Linked DNA regions of Zea mays: region 2 is linked to region 1. A link is a contact called in public Hi-C data. All regions are on one chromosome and are shown on one strand. The core of a region is the stretch at or near the end of the contact, and the rest is flanking DNA. Distances in the headings are between cores, read along the strand shown. Region 1 holds the start of LOC100381642 (C2H2-like zinc finger protein). Region 2 holds the start of LOC103647263 (Single-stranded nucleic acid binding R3H protein).

Region 1 (6,054 bases), core at 2,291-4,790:
AAATTTAAACCGATTCCACCTCAAAATTTTAAAAAATGATGGTGTATTTATACAATAATTAAGTTATCTCGACATGGTTTGCTAGCTTTTGAGTTATATAGTGCACGCATAGTGGCTAACCTTTTCTGAGCAGCTTCCTCTTCATCCTCCAGCAACTTCTGGCATCTTAATGCTTCAGCAGTCTTATCAGCACACCATGCTTCAAGCTGTTGTTCAATTTGAAGTAGCATAATAAAATTGATCAAATTTATACACAAATGGTAAATGCAAAATATCCTTTTTCACAAGAGAAGTACTATCTTACCAGCTTTTGTTCAAGCATGTAACTAGCGCACGAAACAACATTTTTCAACTCAGTTGCAATTTTTTCTACCTCTCCATCAAATAAAAACTTCTGTATACAAGCAGCTGTATTTGTGCAAAGAAATGTTTTTTCACTTGCTTCATCGAGCAAACTAAATAGTTCATCCGATGAAACAGGCAGATGCATTGAAGGCTTTGCTTGAATTAGATCCTGTAAAGAACAAAAGAAACATATGATGCTGGGTTCTAAATGCACAACATAGGTCAGGAAAAGGTAATTTAAAAACCTTACCAGAAGCTCACTGCCAGCTCTGGCATATGCAACTGGCAACGAAGCATACCCTGGTTTACACATCCATGATGACAGTGCTGTCAAAATTGATGAACCAGTTACACCCTGAAAATGTATTTACATTCCCAGTTACTGATTTGAAATGGAAACAGGTTCAAATATGTTGCATGTTATCTGGAAAATTCAAATCAACAATCTAGTAGTACAATACTTGCCTCAATAACAACACCTGTCAAGGACAAAATTTTGCTGGCATCATCCACAGTGAGCTAAAGAGAACAAAAACATTCCAAGCTATGAGCATTTTTTCAGCACATACAACAACAACAAAAACAAAGCCTAGGCGCAAAACAAAACCAAATTGTAATTTGTAATGTATAAAGGGATACTTAAATAAACAAGATAATGCACTAATCTAGATATACTTCACGAATCACGATGTAAAGATAATTCACAAAAACCAGACCAAAAGTTGTAGAAACCCATACATATCCTTTTACATGAAATGTAACAAAGAAATAACATGTACAGTTTCCTTTAAAAACTTAATAACAAATCTACAACCTTCGTGTGTCTTGGGAGGTTTGGAAGCACAAGAACTCTTGTGTTTTTGAGGGGGCTCAACCTAGCATTCTTGTCTTACTTCAAACCATTAGGAATGAGTGTGGTTTATGGTGCGCAGCGGGTGCGTCAAGCCTCATCGAGTTCCTATTGAGGTCGTTGATCCCAGTGGCGAATGTTCTGTTGGATAAGGTCATTGATCACAGCAGCTTAGGCGCTGGTGATCTTTTGGTCTAGTTCCTTCACTGTTTTGTGGCTCTAGTGGTGTTTTTAGTTTTCTGTGTTGGGCCTTTCCACAGTCTGTTGTACTATCTTTTCCTACCTTAATGAAATGACACACAACTCTGCTGTGTAGTTTAAAAAAAAGAATAACAAATCGATAACCTGTAAGCAAGTTACTTCAAATACTACATAAATACGTGATCACGGTTAAAGCAAGTTCAGGAAATTGGCAGAGTAAGAAGCAATTTGTTGAACATAACTTACTTTATTCCAGAATGCAGCGAGAAGGTCTCTATTCTTTGGAAAATCCTGCAGAGCATGAACAAATATGGCATGCCAACGTATGACAATGTGACAGAGAAGCAGATTCATAGGGAAAAATGACTATGTAAAATAAATGAAGTTCAGTATGACAACAGTCAACAAACACTTTACCACCGATTATAGTTGTATAAAGATGTTAAAACTAGTATAACTGGGAAAAAGATTAATGTTATACAGGGACTGAAGGCTTTCAATAATTCAAGATATTAATTAGCAATTTTGTGATTACTGTTAGATTGTTGTACAAACTTTCTATATATTATCAGACAGCTGAGTTCTGGATATCCCAAATTTCATATACTAAAAGTGAAAAGTCTCATTTTGAATGGTCAGGTTATATCTGATGTGGCCTCATCATAGACGTGGGTAATATCTGATGTGGCATCATCATAGACGCGGGTTATCCAACTAGTGATGTGTCTCGAACGAACAAAAAAAATGTTCTTCACACAGATAGGTAAAGGTAAATCAGCTAGTCTTTTTCTTCCCCTTGAATTAGCAGGAGAGCAGGGTATCATTGTATAGAAGGAAAGGTGGAAGAAGACTCATACAAGCCATAATTCTTACAAGGGTACTTATCATAAAAATAGAAACTACGACCAGCGACCCATAAGAATCCATAGAAATTATGGTTCAGCTAGTCTTTCAGCAACATTAGAAAAGGAAATGAACAACGATAAAAATTTTGACTCGGGAAGCAAGCCAATTCACAACTTGATGACTTGTTAAATGGATCATGCGTTATGAAAATATAAATACCCACGTCATCGCAAAAACCAGGTATGTGCTGTTGAAGCAGTTTGGTGTGATGACCAAGGTCACAGGCTCAAAAGCTCAAGGCCGACTTCCTACCTTGTTAATTTAGAAAGACATGCAGCTCACCTGCCTCACCATACTTCCCCCATCTGTCTAACTACTATGGCAAGCAAGTTGGTACAGAATTGGAAGGAAAAAGACAAGCACAAATCACATACCCTATCTATCTTGAGGGATCTACGATGAACACGTGTGTGCCTCCGGAAGTTGATTGCAGAACAGAATTCTCTGGAGCACTTGGTACACTTGTCCAACTGCACCTTAGGAGGCGAGAACAACGGCCACCCTGGAAGATCTGGAGATCAAAAGGGAAAAGAAGCATACAGGTTTAGATTGCTGAGAAGGGGAATTTCTTCTGCCTATCCAACAACACCTACTGGAGCTGCCTGCCTATATCATCACAACTGAAACGAATACCAGATTTCTGAAAAGACATACATTTCTCGGTCTCACCATTTGCCTTTGCAGCAGCCTGTGCGAGCGCAGCAACAGCGTCCGGGATTTTGAGGGGTTGGATTTGGCCGGACGTGGTGATGATATCCCTCGCGGTCTCTGCACTGTCCTTGCTGGAGAGATGGCTGGATTTCCTGGACGCGTTCATCTCCGACTGCACACAGGGGTGCGGTAAAAAAAAAATCAATCTGTCAAAGTTACTGTAGGCATCACGTATACACTTGTAATAACTGATCCAGATCCAAATTTACATCAGGGCTTGGAGCGCTCGGTTTTTCGCACAGGGGGAAAGGGAGAGAAGGGGGGCGGGCGTACCTGGTGGCGGGGTGCTCGCCTGCAGAAGCGCGGGGGGCGCTCGTCCCAGTCGTCGTCGCAAGGAAAGGAAGGCCAAAGAGGAGAGAGATGAACGGGAGAGGGAAAACAAAAGGAGATAGTGAACAATAATGCCGATTGTTCAGGCGTGCAGGGCGCTTTTTCATCCACCGTCCTTCCTGATCGGACGAGCGAATGAAGACGAGGGGCGAGGGTTGTGTTGTCTCCTCCCCTCTCTTTCAACAGACCACATAGGCCCACAAAATGTACTAGCACACCTTTCCAGTCGATCGCGGGAACAGTGACCAGCAAGATCTGCGGCAGGCCGCGTGCCCCGCTGCCAAAGTGTTCGACGAAATCCCTCGCCGCGCACCAACACTAATCCTTCCCCCTCATCGATCTCCAGCCGCGGTTAATTGCATCTGATCTCCACTCGGCTCACGTCGCTGGCGCTACGCCCTTTTCGGATGTGTGGCAGCTGCCTCACCATGCTTCGCTTGGTTCTGCTGCATGCGCGCCGCCTTGCCATGGCTCATGCACTGAGGTGCTCCAAAGGTTTATATATATTTCTGTTCTACAGTCCTCTTCCTGCTCCCTCAATCCATGGATTGAATTGCCACTGATTTAATGGTACTTAGCTGATGAAACTTGATTCCAAATTTACTGCTGCTTTTTTTGGCTGAAATCTGGAATATGTGTCTGCTGAAAGCATCTAAAGGCCGTTTGGTTTTAGTAATTAATATCATAAGATTATGTTAACCAATGTGTGTTTTGCAGCTATACGATAAATTAAATAATAATAATAATAATATATGATAAATGGGTTTAAAAGATTTTAATGTCTTTGTTGATCAAAGTCAATGAACGGTTTTAAAAATAATAATTGAAAAGGTCAAAGATCAACTAGTTTTAAGTGATAATGAAGATGTTAGACATTTATTTTCTTTTAATTGTACTATAAAGAGGGGGCATGAGATGGATAACCTGATCTAATCAAGTCTAGATAGGTGTAGTAGTGCACATTTGTGAAAACTAGTGTTAGATAACCCAAGATAGCCAATACGACGTTTAGAGGAGAAATCAAATCAAAAAATAGATGAAAAGCACACAAATTGGACAATTTCAACGAATACAACACCAGATAGAAAATGTGCTCCGTACTGAATCTAAAACTCGCCAAAGTGTCTGGTGTGCACCTGATATATGACACCAAACATAGCACCTAAAGTGCTTGCAATCAATCCTTTTGCACATATAAAGTCATCAGTGTGTCCAGTGATGCACATGATAGAACACCCAGAGGCCATGTAAACTGTGTATTTGACCCCAAGTATTCACCTGACATGTCTAGTGTATCACCCAATGTGGCACTGGACATGATACTCAGAGAGCATGTTTAACGTGTCTATATTTGTGTTGCACTCGCCATACATGTTCGTGTTGCATCGGTGTTGTGGCACTGTATACTAGACATAGTAACGACTAGTTTTAGAACTAGTTGTTAGAGAGGCATCAATTTGTCTGATGCAAAGGGAATGTTGGCATCGGACATGTCTGGTGCCACGGAAATCATGAGTGGTGTTCCAAAGCTAGTTTGACTTTTTAGAGCTATTTATACCCTTCATATCAACATTATGAGGCATTTGTCCCTTCTAATAGAATAAGTAGCCTTTTAAGAGAAAGGAAGACCCTTCGCATCGTGAGGAGATTTGAGAAGTGCTAATCTTACGGCAGCAATCTTATTAGTGAATAGAGAGAGAATTGTGTGCATCCACCACACACATTAGCTTTGTCTTGGTCAAGTGAAAATCTAGTGCTCGTTACTCTTGATGATCGACATCATTTAGATAGCTTAGTGGTGATTGAAGTGCAGTCATCACCCGAAGAATTTGTGGGTGACCCCAACTTGAGTGTTGCACGAACTAAGTGAGAACGATACCTTGCGCGGATACTGCAACGAGAACTAGTGAAGAATGTTGACTCTTTAATACCTCAACAAAAACTTAAGATGTCTTATGAACCCTTGCTTTACTTTCTGCTATTACATTTAAGCAATTTACTTTGAATATTTACATCAAGTATTGCCATGTATAAGGTTTGAATTGGTATACTAGGCTCTTTGTGAACACTTTAGTCATTGGAGTGAGGTTGAGCTTGTTTTTAAGATTTAATTATTGCAAGAATTTTTTAGAGAATACCAGTTCATCCACCTCACCTTGTCCATTTTCACAGTTTTTTTCTTTTGAAAAAAAAAAACTCTTCGCTGATGATTGACACTTCTTTCTCACACCATTAATTCAAGGAACATGCATCAGCAGTACCGTTTCGTGTAATAAATCTTGAACAAAACGTGCATAGTCAGATTTATATTACCGTCTACCAATATACACATAATATTTCTGCATCCTGCAAGGGACACTGAACATGAGTAGGTGCAGATTTCCCAAAAAATAACCGTGCACCATCATCATCTTGGCTAACCAATTGCTGCTTCATATGTAGCATGATTTCTGTCTGCTCCATCTCTTGTTTCTCTACTGTACTACCCCTGAATACTTATATTCTAGTAATGCACATCAATTCTTAGATTTTTGCTTATCTATATCTAATCACAAGAAGAATCACTAGCTACCCCTACTGTGTTTCATGGCATCTGCAGGCTACAGCAAGGCATGTACTGGGAGGTGCATACATACAGTAAATTCAGCTGGCATGGGAATTCCATTTCCAGGATTTACTAGCTGGGTTTACCATAGCCCGTAGGATGTCGA
Region 2 (6,210 bases), core at 2,726-5,225, 380 kb after region 1:
ACACTGACTACAAAGAACTTAAAAACACCAGCTCCGTGAACAGCAGCTGCACAGAGATGCCTCTGCTTCTAAACCTGACCAAGAATGGTGCCACGATTGCACTAGGCAAAGCAAGAACCAGCATCGTCATCATGCCACCTCAGCTCAACCCGGCAAGCATCCCATGGGCAACGGGGCTTAAGGCTGCATGAGATTCATCTCCATTACTAAGTGCCAAGAGGACCAAGTTTTAAGCAAAAAGAAAAGTGAGAGTTGCACTAACCCACATCCCTGTCGCCTGTTCACATACTGGACCATCCCAATCTTTCCCCTTGCCAATCACCCGCTCACTGCGCAATCCCATTTTTTTTACCAACACTATCAGTCCTTCAACAACAGAGCCCATTCAACGAGGGCAAGATGTGCTCCTCCAGCATCTCAATCTGTGAGAGGAAGCAAAAGCACCGAGAATGAAGCTGAAAGAGGGGCATGCAGGGCCACCAACCCCCCCCCCCCCCCCCCCCCCCCCCAGCCCACGCATCACCTCTCAGCTTCTTGTGGATCTTCTTGTGGATTAGTGGGGTTGTCCAATAAACCTAGAGCTGCTTCTGTTTAAAGGAGAACAGTGCCCCTCCTGCATCTCAGTATGCAGGGAGCAACTACACCGAGAGTGCATACAGGCTGACAACATCAAACAGATGGCTGACTCTGCCTTACGCCTCTCGGTTTTTTTATGCCTGCTACCATCTGCCAGTAACAAAGGATAATGTGTTTGTTGCACACTGGCAGGTGCAGGCATGCCCGGGCCCCTCACCGGGGCCGGGCAAAGCGTAGACTAGCATCAGGTTGTTGTTGGTGAGTCTGTACCAACAAAAAAATCTGTTAGACAAGAAACAAATTTAACTAGTTCGTTTCAAGAGTTTCAATTCAATCGAACTTAAAAACTCCTAGACTACAACATATAATGCAATAGGGCAAATATTGTGACAGGTAGTTGAATTATTGAATATCATGCAATAGGATTTCTAGGAACATATTATGTCATTATAGTGAAGACCAACCATATACTGTGTATTCATAAGCTTCTATAATAATACTCGATCAGATGTCAACTTAATATGATCAACAAAGGATGAAAAAATGCGCATACAGACCTGTGCAAATGGTCCCATTGATTCCTGTGGATGTGCAAATGGGACTCCAGGGCGAGAAGGTATAGCATATTGCTGTGAAGCATGCATGAAAACAGACGATCTCACAGGTGCACCAGGGCTGTAAGGTCCCATGACACCATCTGGCCCATAGCCAATTGCATTAGATGCTTGAGCCACTGACCATGATGCAGGCATGTGCTGAGCTATTGGACGAGGTTGCTGTTCGACAGCAACAGGTGATCGGTGTGCTGACCCAAGCTGGGGGAATTCGGTGTTGTAGTTAACAGCAGGGGCATAGAGGGGTTGAATTGTGTATGGGCCTCCACTAAATCCAAATCCAGGATCAAATCTTTGCATATACCTGTACAAGTCACTCATGGCCAGTAAATAATTTCTACTGATCAAGTATGTCTACCACATTGAACAAGAACACAAAAAAACATCATTTAATGATTTAACCTGAAGTTCTGAACTAGCTTAACCAACTGCATAGAAAATAAGTACTCCCTCCGTTCCTAAGTCTCCATCGTATAAGCAAATTGGATTTATTCAAAAATCTCCATCGTATTAGGTGGTACTTCCGTCTTTTTAGTTTCTCGAGCATGCATGCATATCAGCAGATGGCTAATACACTCCTTTGCTGGTCCTTCCGTATTTTTAGTTTCTCGAGCATGCATGCATGCATGCAGATTTATTCGAAAGTGCATGGTTAAAAAGACTGCGAGTAAAAGCATATCGGCGCTCCTTTGCCGCTCCTTGGTCACTGTGCAGATGACTAATACGCTGGAGACTTAGGAACGGAGGGAGTACATCACAAGATTTAGTGTTTACTATAAAAAGAAAGAATCCTCTTATTGCCATGCTTCACTAGGATCCCATCATTAGCAATCAAACTGATATTTTTCAGTTGACTTGAAAGTTTTGGACGATAGTCAAATGAAGAACTTCATACAATGCATAAGAAACTACGGAGCAGAAGCATGGTAAAAATAGCCATAAAAGATTTCCTGTCTACGGTGTGCTAAGAGTTTAGCATCAAAGAGATGTGTTACGACAAAAGAAACTGACCTGTCATAGCTTCTGTCATAATCAGGATCCTTGCGCTCTGACTCACGATCTCTGAAAATTGCAACCCTATTGTTCTGCTTGTTTCTATTGACTGCAGGCTCCTTATCAATCTTGCTTCTATTTGACCTGCTGCTAGCTGAAGTGGTAGTCAAGCTCCTCTCAAGAGTAATTTCAGCCCCTTGACCTATTCTATTGCTTGAGTTCAACTCCAAGGAAGTGGACCTGTGAAGAGTACTGGGTAAAGTCACTTCCTCAGCTGATCTCTCATCAGTAGCAGTACTGCTATTGCTGTTGTTAAATATCCGCGCTCGTGCCTTGTTGTATTCCTCTTTTCTTTCTTCGACGCTTTTTTGGAGGTTGTCTCTAGAAGAGTGAGCACTTGAGCTGTTCATGCCATGTAAATTCTTTTGAGGCCTCTGTTTAATAGCTACTTTCGCCACAGAGATGTCTTCTTGTGGCAGGTTAACTGGAATATCTGCAAGGCGGACAGCAGGCAGTCGGCAGTCGAATGTTGTCTTACGGAGGATGATACGTGAACCAGTTCCATCAGGCAAACTGTTGTCTGGTATGGCAATGGACTGCAGGAAGTAATGCTGCGCCAGGCGATGTGCAGCAAGACGCAGATACGAAGTTGGAAGGCCATTGAATTCATACTCTGTACGACTAGGGTCATGAATGAACTTCAAAATTTCTTGCTCCATTCTTAGCACTGCAGAAAGGAATAGACTGGGGTCAAATACAAGGACTAGGCGTATTTTGTCGATTAATATTAAAGCATTAGGCAATGGAACAGTCAAAATGTAAAGTTCCAGTTGGTGATAATTGGGTTAAATAGTAGAACCACGCGACCATCAGATGCACAAGCTGCTTGGAACAAACACTTGCAATTCATAATTTTCGGAACGGGATTTTACTATCTGATGGCTGTACAAAATCTCTTATCCCATGGGACCAGCATGTTTGCACAGGTGAAAAGGACATAAACTGTATGGAAAACACCAGTCACATTTTCCAGATACCTCACTATAGTGGCAAGCCATAAGGGATGAAGTACATAAAGATAGCACACAGTATATAATTAAGACCAAGAATACATGTACCCTATGAATAAAGCAGCTAGCCGCCTGCGCACATCTCAAAACAAGCAAGGAACACTCTGCACGAATTCTAAGCTAACATTTTTGTCGCCCAATCAAGTTAACGCATAACAAACAAATGGAATGGTAAACTAACTGCGGAGGAGGCGTTAATTTTACCAGAAAGCCTCTCCCTTGGCTTCTCGAGGGCCTCTCGTAGGAACTGATCGACCTGGGCTACCACATCCTCGCGCGCATCTGAGGGAGCCGAAGGCGCGCCCTGCGGCTGCAGTGTGGGCGGCGGCTGGGGCGGGTCCTGGTCGTCAGCGAAGTCCGGCGAAGAGGACACGCGTCGCGCGGAGAGGATGAGCCGACTCATGGGCCCGTCTATGTCGGCCGTCTCCCACGAGTCCGGCGCAGCGGCTGCGGCGTCCTCGGCTGCGGGCTCCATGTCTTTACGTGCGCGTGCGATCCGGAGCTAGAGAGCGGAGGGACGGCGGGCGGAGAAGCTGGAGCTAGAAACGAGGGCGGCCATGGGGCCGGGGCGCCGGGATCTGGAGGAGGAAGCGCAGCTAGGGTTTGGTTCTGCGGTGCAGGTGTTGGGAGGAACCCGAACGCGGTGGAGATAGGAATCTAGGCGAAGGCGAGGGAGGATAGGGTGTGCAGTGAAGTTACGATGTTGCCCTTGCGGTATTACCATGTGCGCTGATGAGGCCGATTTTTTAGCTCTTTTTTCGGGGAAAAATCATGTTTGCCCCCTGAACGACTTAATAGTGTTTTTGACTATTTGCTCGATATCATAGACCATATCGTGGAGATAACACATATCGGCATCATAAGCCATGCATCGAACAAAGGGACACGCTAGCGGCTGACATGATCTAGCTCGACGTCACAGATCTTAGAGCCGAGCTAGGCAGCCTTAATAAATCCCCTACTTCCCTGGGCGAGAGCTACTCCCGACCATTCTTCTTCTTCCTCATTTCCTTCGTTTTCCATATCTCCCAACGGACTCCAATCTTCGTTTTCGAGTCTGAAAGCTTCGTTTCGGTCTATACAACTTGAAGAGCAATGTATGGTGTCTCACTGATTTATTTATTATATATATATATATATATTAAGAGCTCTGGGCTTCCAATAACTAGAGGAAGTCCAGGTCGGACGGTGCAATCCGGTCGAGCCGGACCACATCCAGACGTCTATAAAACAGGATCGGGAGTGGTAGGGTTCAGTTTTTTACGCTCCACCCTGATTCATTAGCGACGCCGCGTGCGACGACGACGGTTGCCCTAGAGCGTGCGCGGCGGTGGACCCCCAGCCGGTGGCCGCAACTCCATGACCTCGACGCGCGGTGGCGGAGGTTCCTCGATCTGGAGTAGTGGCGGCGGTTCCCAGGTCGGTGGCGGCGGCTCCCCGATCCAGAGGGCGAGCGACAGCGGTGCCCTTGTGCGGGCAAACGGCGGCGTCCCCGAGGCCTCGAGGAGGCGGCACTTCCAAAGCCGGCGAGCAAGCGACGCCCGTCAACGTGCGAGTAGCGACGACGACTCATGAGACGCGATGTTCGAGCGAGCGGCGTCACGGAAGGCATGAGATGCGCGCAGCGATGATCGTGCGTGACATCTTCCGATCCGGCGCAGTTTCTTTTCGATTATTGTGTTTTATGCCTATCACATGTATTATTTATGCTAAAAATTGTACGATTTTATGCTTGAACACGGAGTTCGTATATCAGTTTACTGCATGCACATTGGAAAGACAATTCCTTAATTTATGTTGTTCGTAATTTGCGCGCATGCAATGGAAACTCCCACGATTTTTGCCATAATTTTTGGATTTGTATAAAAATAGAAACCGCATGCATGCGGCTGCCATGTTTTTCGGATCTGATATAAAAATAGGATCGTAATAACAACCTACTAGAGCTATCAACCTCTCAAATTGACTCGGTATTTACGCTTATAATTGAGGGATTTTATACTCAAAACTTAAGGTTTTTACGCTCCACCCAGAGATTTGTCCACCAGTGAATAACATGCCAGATTTTTTACGCAGTGTAAGGAATTACATAAATACCTACAGTGTAATATAATTTGTTTCAGTATATATCATAAACTAGTTCTAATGCGTTTAGCTGCATAGATGTTAGAGAGATCCTATATTTATGAAGGAAATAAAACATTAAATGCGATTTTTTGTTTCTATGAATGCAATTCATTTCCTTTCATTGCATATTCTTTTCATCATAAATTCATGTGCATGCAGCTGGTAACAGATTTTTACGCAGTATACCGAATTGCATAATTATCTACACAGTGTAGCATATTTAGTATAAGTATATATCATAAAATGGTCATTGCGAGTCTAGCTGCATGGCTGTTGCAGCGATCCTAAATTTTTGGAGGAAATAAAGAATTTAAAATAGAAACCGACACACATATCTTTCCTAAATTTATGCGCATGCAAGGAAACATGCTTGGCTCATGCATGCATTTTGCCATAATTTTTGGATCTGTATAAAAATATAAACCGCATGCATGCGGCTGCCATGTTTTTCGGATCTGCCATAAAAATAGGATCATAATAACAACCTACTAGAGCTATCAACCTCTCACATTGGCTCGGTATTTACGCTTATAATTGAGGAATTTTATGCTTAAAACTTAAACTTTTTACGCTCCAACCCGGAGATACGTCCACCAGTGAACAACATGCCAGATTTTTTACGCAGTGTATCGAATTGCATAAATACCTACACCGTGTAGTATAATTTGTATCAGTATATATGATAAACTAGTTATAATGTGTTTAGCTGCATGGCTGTTGAAGGTATCCTATATTTATGAAGGAAATAAAACATTAAATATATTTTTTTATTTTTATGCGTGCAATTCATTTCCTTTCATTGCACATTCTTTCCATCATAAATTCGTGCG

Evidence for each region. Hi-C and Micro-C count contacts between places; a contact is called where the count stands out from the background.
Region 2: a contact with region 1 is called in a Hi-C map of bundle sheath, with 3 times the contacts expected there. The contact joins the promoter of LOC103647263 here to the promoter of LOC100381642 in region 1. A contact is called at or near these places in 3 of 25 Hi-C or Micro-C datasets (bundle sheath, ear and leaf).

Annotation. Positions count from the first base shown.
Region 1 is chr2:169,348,719-169,354,772 of Zm-B73-REFERENCE-NAM-5.0, forward strand. LOC100381642 (C2H2-like zinc finger protein) reads right to left here and starts at 3,541. Exons shown (of 10, transcript NM_001174457.1): 1 at 3,287-3,541; 2 at 2,972-3,125; 3 at 2,677-2,813; 4 at 1,643-1,687; 5 at 811-864; 6 at 596-700; 7 at 305-514; 8 at 121-206. The coding sequence starts at 3,119. LOC100280107 reads right to left here. Exons shown (of 10, transcript NM_001361022.1): 10 at 5,682-6,054. The coding sequence ends at 5,987.
Region 2 is chr2:169,728,484-169,734,693 of Zm-B73-REFERENCE-NAM-5.0, forward strand. LOC103647263 (Single-stranded nucleic acid binding R3H protein) reads right to left here and starts at 3,976. Exons shown (of 5, transcript XM_008671815.4): 1 at 3,458-3,976; 2 at 2,202-2,910; 3 at 1,134-1,494; 4 at 263-840; 5 at 1-183. The coding sequence starts at 3,728. The coding sequence ends at 790.